2 separate regions of the Mus musculus genome follow, and region 1 is linked to region 2. A link is a contact called in public HiChIP or PLAC-seq data. All regions are on one chromosome and are shown on one strand. The core of a region is the stretch at or near the end of the contact, and the rest is flanking DNA. Distances in the headings are between cores, read along the strand shown. Region 1 overlaps Gm3137 (predicted gene, 3137). Region 2 overlaps Pcbp3 (poly(rC) binding protein 3).

What was found. HiChIP or PLAC-seq counts read pairs in DNA pulled down with a chosen protein or histone mark.
Region 1: a contact with region 2 is called in a CTCF HiChIP or PLAC-seq map of the NIH/3T3 cell line, with 13 read pairs. The contact joins two enhancer-like sites. A contact is called at or near these places in 24 of 39 promoter capture datasets (the 3T3-L1 cell line, 3T3-L1-derived adipocytes, the C10 cell line and 15 more), 3 of 15 datasets of contacts at CTCF or cohesin (the NIH/3T3 cell line and large pre-B cells), 35 of 484 Hi-C or Micro-C datasets (the 3T3-L1 cell line, the AML12 cell line, the CH12 cell line and 26 more), 9 of 115 datasets of contacts at active chromatin or transcription factors (VIP interneurons, embryonic basal ganglia, embryonic forebrain and 3 more) and 3 of 9 other capture datasets (adipose tissue, liver and pancreatic islet).

The regions. Positions count from the first base shown.
Region 1 is chr10:77,014,760-77,017,755 of GRCm38.p6, forward strand. The region is part of intron 2 of Gm3137 (predicted gene, 3137); the gene reads right to left. It overlaps Gm10787 (predicted gene 10787), which reads left to right. Exons shown (of 3, transcript NR_045882.1): 2 at 1,892-2,065. Among named protein-coding and RNA genes, the nearest start is that of Gm10787, 4.3 kb to the left of the region's middle. Within about 2 kb of position 1,527, at least 18 of the 459 cell types and tissues checked have an H3K27ac peak or open chromatin away from gene starts, as enhancers often do. A contact at or near this core is called in the NIH/3T3 cell line and embryonic fibroblasts, where this site is marked.
Region 2 is chr10:76,857,670-76,860,400 of GRCm38.p6, forward strand. The region is part of intron 2 of Pcbp3 (poly(rC) binding protein 3); the gene reads right to left. Among named protein-coding and RNA genes, the nearest start is that of Pcbp3, 100 kb to the right of the region's middle. Within about 2 kb of position 1,417, at least 36 of the 459 cell types and tissues checked have an H3K27ac peak or open chromatin away from gene starts, as enhancers often do. A contact at or near this core is called in the NIH/3T3 cell line and embryonic fibroblasts, where this site is marked.

The DNA.
Region 1 (2,996 bases), core at 277-2,776, 160 kb after region 2:
GGCAGTTCAGTTCAAAGGTCAGCAGCGGCAGCTCATTCCACTTGCAAACACCTCACAGATACACCCGCAGTCCAGTTCGGGAGAGTCCGGATAGCAACAGCGGTGACACAACCTAGCAGAGACAGCCAGGCCTCAGCCTCAGCTTGAGTCAGCTGGAAAGACCAATGGGAACACCAGAAGTTCTAGGCTGTGTCTTTCTCAGGGAAGCGAAGATCAGCGATGAGATACTCACAAGCATTGCACAGCTAGCTGTTCCAGCAAGCCAAGCTCTGTCTGTGTCACTCTGGGGAGACCTATTTGTACCCTCCAAACATCACCTGTCCTCCACGGGCCTTACCTCAGCACAGCTCTTGTCTTAGCACTTGCATCCAATCAGCCCGAGTCCTTGGAAGCAGCAAGAAACTGCAGCACATTCCCAGAAGTTTTTGATGTGTTTCTTTCTAGGGAGTCCTGACAAATGCAGCTCAACTATGCAGTGTAAAGTAGACCAATACATGCGTGTCCTTAGCAAAGAATCCTTCATCATCATGTCCTTTCACGTGTTTGCTTTAGCAGAACACCCTCCTTCCTGTGTCTGCTTCGGTGAAACGTTCCTTCACGAGTCTGCCTGAGCCTTTCACACCTGTGTCCACTTTAATGAAATGTTCCTTCATGTGTTCGCCCCAGCAAAAATCCAACCGGCTTTCCAAAGAACCTTTAAGTTTGCATTTCAGTCCTCTCTTCCTCTCTGTGGTTTCTTTGGCCTTGGGTCTTCTCTCGAACACATCCACCTAGATTCTAGGGTGTGGAGCAGTGTTCAGAGCTTGGTGGGTCTGTTTTTAACTCTGACATCTAACCTATGACCTCAGCCATCTTTACCTCTCAGGCTTCCCGGTCTATGTCCCCAGCTATAGGATACCAGTCCCTCAGAGAGCTCAGACCTTCCTGTCCTGGTTTGTTCTGGTCTATTTCTATTTCCTGCTACCTCTACCAGAAAGGCCAATCCCACATCCCTGATATCCAGGTCCCCAGCATCACGGTTCCAAGGGCCCCACCAGACTTCAGTTATTTGAGGTTGGCTGAATTTGGGTTCAGGTTCCATAGCTAATCTTCAGCTGGGATAGAGAATCTTCTAAAACCCTCCCAAAGGTCAGCCCCTAGGGGTTTGGAGGATTTCCCTTGGAGGCATGTATGATCTGTGTAGTGAGTGTTATGTGTGGTCTAGGTACAGGCTTGCTTTATGTCCTGAAACATTCCTCGTAGAACTGAGGAAGTCTTGCTGGATTCAGGATCTGTGTTTGAGGGTACATCTTCCGCTGCCAGGCCTCAGCTCTGATGTTGTGACCCAGTCCTTCTGAAGATGCAAGCCTGAGAAAGGGTACTGTGATGTCATTTTCACACACAAGAACAGCCCCACAGGCCTGCTGTAACTTGAGTCTCGTTTCTTCATGCATAATGCCACTGTAAAAGGGCTAAGGACATGATCTGCTCCTCGTTATTTTAGTCTTAGCTGTCAGAGGCCATTCGCCCATAGCTGTGAGTCATTCAGGTCTTGAGCTTACATCATTGCACAAGACTAGAGAGTGTCCTCTTCTATCATGGCCGCCAAGGGGCAAGCACGGCAAGAGCGAGGTTGGGAGGGGATTGGCGTTCAACCATTTCCTGTCTTGTCTTCTTCCTTCTCTTGATTCCAAGGGTGGCTGAGAATCAGAGACATCCCAGAGCAGAGGAGCTCTCAGAATGGGAAAAAGAGCAGGGATCTCTGTCCATGCAGCCACCATATAGCAGGGCTGTGGTCACTCGGCAGTCTGAGAAGCTGGGCCTCAGAGCAGTTGACCCAATGCCTTTGTGGCCCCATTTACATCTGAGCAAGCCTGAATCCTTGACTCCTCCCTTGTTTTTGTTATTCTAGCACCTTGCTCATTCCCGTATTGGTGAGCTCTGGCTGTGGACCGCTGGCTGGGTGCCTCCCCCAAGGCTGGAAAGCAGGAGCTGTCGAATAATGGGGTTAACTGTATTTCTGCCTCACCCTGGGCCGTGGTGGCAGTGAACTCTGCGTCTAGCGATTTACCTTATAAATATCCTGGTGTGTGAGTAAAACCATGAATATTCAGGTGACTCGTTCCTCACTGCTGCTAAACAAGGGCATGAAAGTGCTTTGTGTGCTAGCGTGTAAAACAATCTCTAAGACATTGTTAAGCAGAAATGCACGGCAATGCTGGCTGGCTGGCTGACCATGATGTGTGAGGAGGAGGAGAATATTTACTGGCCAGACTGTGCCTGGTAGCCTCTACTTGGGCTCCTCTAGCTGGGGGCTCTGCCTAGAAGCTCTGCCTGGGAACCCCTCCCTCCACACAGACCTCGTGCTCCTTTGAATGGGAGCTACAGATGGGAAAGTGGCTCCAGACTAGGTACAGTGTATGAGCAGGAGAAGACTTCTTTTGAGTTATGCAAACAAACTATGCATTTAATAGAACAAAGACCTTAGAATTGACCTGGAAAAAAATCTAACCATGATGACTCACACCTATAATTCTGGCACTTAGAAGGGGGAGGCAGGAAGATGATCATGAGTTCATGGCCAGCCTGGGCTATATAATAAGATCACGTCCAAACAACATATCTTTTAAACTCTGGAAGCTACCCTTGTTTCCAGTGTATGTGTGTGTGTGTGTGTGTGTGTGCACATGCATGTATGAGTGCATGTATGTGTGTGTGCATACATATGTGCATGTGTGTGTACATGTGTGTACATGTGTGTGTATCTGTGTGCACATGCATGTGTGTGTCTGTGTGCACACACATGTGTGTGTATGTGTGTGCATGCATATGTGTTTCTGTGTCCCCTCTTATTATTCACTGACCTGAGGACACACGAACACACACACACAGCACACTCCCATTGCTAGTCGCCTACTCCTACTATTCACCTACTTCTAGAGGTGCACTGGAGGGTCGTTCTTTACTCTGACCAATTGGAAGTCTGCTCACCTCCTTCTGCAGCAGCCTTGTGGGCT
Region 2 (2,731 bases), core at 167-2,666:
GGATTGCACCACGGGTGCAATCCTAGCTGTGAAGGCCCCGCTAATGATTTCACTGTGTAGCTGAAACGCCCGCAGCCGCATAGCATGTGTAAAGGCGGCATCAAGTTCAACACATTTTTTTAGAAGTGAGTCTGCCAGGGGCAGAAGTCTTCATCTCATCAAGTGTTTGTGCTCAGAACATCAGGGAGGCTTCCTGTCTTAACGCAGGCCTTTGACGACAGTTGGATACACATGGTTAACAGCATGGCTGGCCTCTGCCAGTGCCACTGCAGCCTTTATCTGTGGGTGTTGTCTCAAAAAATGGTAGGGAAGGCAATTCCATGTTGGGTATTAGAGGTCAGGGAAGGGTGCAGACAATAAAGGATGGAAGCTGCTGTACCTGGTAGGGAGAATACTGCTGTCCTGGCGTTGGGCCAACTTTAGCCATAGTACCAGTCCCAAGGCTGTATCTACACCCAGGCAAAAACAAGCCAGCCAACCTTGTTTCAGCTACATGAGAGTGGGTGCCCTAACTCATGGCTTCCTTGCCCTCATCCTGGTCCCTGAGAGAGCTGGAACTGGACAGTGACCTTCCAGCTCCAGCCTCCAGTGTTAGCTGATGCTTGATCCATACAACAAGACAGGACTGGGCCACATGGAGCTGACTAATGGCTCCTAAGTCTTTCTATTCCCACACTCTCAGACCTTCATCTATTAAACTGGGGTGACAATTTACAACTTAGAAAGATAAAACAGCACAGTTCCTATGGAGGACAGGTAGTTCCTCAGTAAGTTAAATGTGGAACTGCCACATCTACATTTAATTCCCATGGAACTGAAAGCTTCCAAACAAAATAATAATAACCATCATCGTCATCCAAGAAGCTTTATGGCCAAGAAAGAAAAAACAAATAGGCAAAAACCAATGTTCATCAACAGAAAAACAGAGTGAAATAAATAATATATCTCTACAACTGTTATTCAGATATAAAAAGTAATAGGGGTCAGGGCTGTAGCTCAATGGTAGTTATTTGCACAACATCTACAAGGCCTGGGGATCAACCTCATGAGCTACAAAATAATAATAATAACAATAATAATAATAAATAAATAATAATAAATGATAAATGATAAAGCAATGAAGGTCAGAGACATGCTATAACATGAATGTACCTTGAGAATGAACATATAGTGAAGGGAGCCCATCAATCAGACTGTGGTATATGATTACACATGTCTGAAATGTCCAAGACAGGCAGATACAGAAAAGGAGACCAGTGACGGTGGGAATGGAGAATGAAGATGGCTGCTTCAGAGGATCAGGGTTTTTCTTTAGAGTGTTAAAATACTCTGCAACTGGACAGATGTGGAAGCTGGGCAAACCACAAATACACACTAGATGCACTGAGCAATGGATTGCCTTAAAAATGGTGAATTCTACAGGATATGACTCATTTCTCAATATACGGGTATATTAAAGTAATCACCACGCAGAGCTGTGTTACATTCAAAAGTTACATTTGGGGGATGTGAGAAGCAGAGAGAAACGGAGGAGAGTGCTGTTAGTCCACATCTGGTTTTTGAAGCTGCTGTTAATTATGTGTTGTTCTTCCCACTTGGGTTAAAAAAAAAATTAACTACTTCTAAATAGTCCACAAGTTAATTAGCCATGAGACCCAAAGTGAGTAGCAACCACTCTCTGGCTAAGCAAAGCCCTGGCAACTACAAGAAATTGGCCTCCAAGTAACTGGACAACATCATTTATCTCTGCAGGGACTACGCGAGTTGTGTAAATGTGGGCTGCTCTCGTGAATGTGTAGCCGGAACTCACATAAGGGGCATTTTAATCTGTGCAGCTGCCATGACAAAATTCTTAAGTAGCTCAAACAGCAAGCCTTTCTTCCTGGCACTCCCGGGGGCTGCAGGATAGGATCAGCGTACCAGTACGATCTGGCTCAGGCAAAAGCTCAATCTCCAGCTTGCCCACTCCATGCACTCTGGGTATCACCTTCCTGCCTCTTGCTAAGGGACACCATGGTCCATCAGTGGCTTCACTCAGGGCTTTAACTTAGCACCATGTCATTATGCCTGCTGGTCTCCACTGCATGTGGTCTCTCTGCCATGCTTGGTCACTTTTTGAACCCTCTCTCTGGCTCAGTCCGCACTGTCCACGCTGGACCAGAAACAGCTGCCCTAACTGTCCCACTCCAAACCTCTGGGGGCCACTGTCACAGTCACTAAGGCTTGATGCATTTCCTCTTTCCAGGAGCAAAGAAGCTCTGGCACAGTCCTGCTGGCTCTCGGGAAGACACATCTGTCTCCATGCTTGTAATTATCACTTAGCAAACACACAGAATGATGACACCACTCTTTCCTTGCCAAAATGTGACAAATAGAAAACACTGTAAAGCTATTTTTGACATTCGATGATTCTATTTAAATTAAAAGCACGAAAACACCCTTGAGGTAGTGACATTGTCCCCTCCATGTACTGTCACAACCACAGTTCTGTGCCCGCCCCCTTCTTCTACAGGAGGTCTGTCTCTGCCTGGTGTACGAGAGGGTCAGGAGAGGAGGGCAGAGCCACAGTGCCTCCCACAGAAGGGGTCAGCATACAACCAGCATGTTTGGGCTGCCAGGACCACACCCGTATTCCTGATCCTGTATCACAAAAGCAGTGACCTTAGTGGAGAAGGAAGGGTGTCTAGCAGCCAGCTTCACATTTCTAAATAATACTACTTTTTCTTCATTT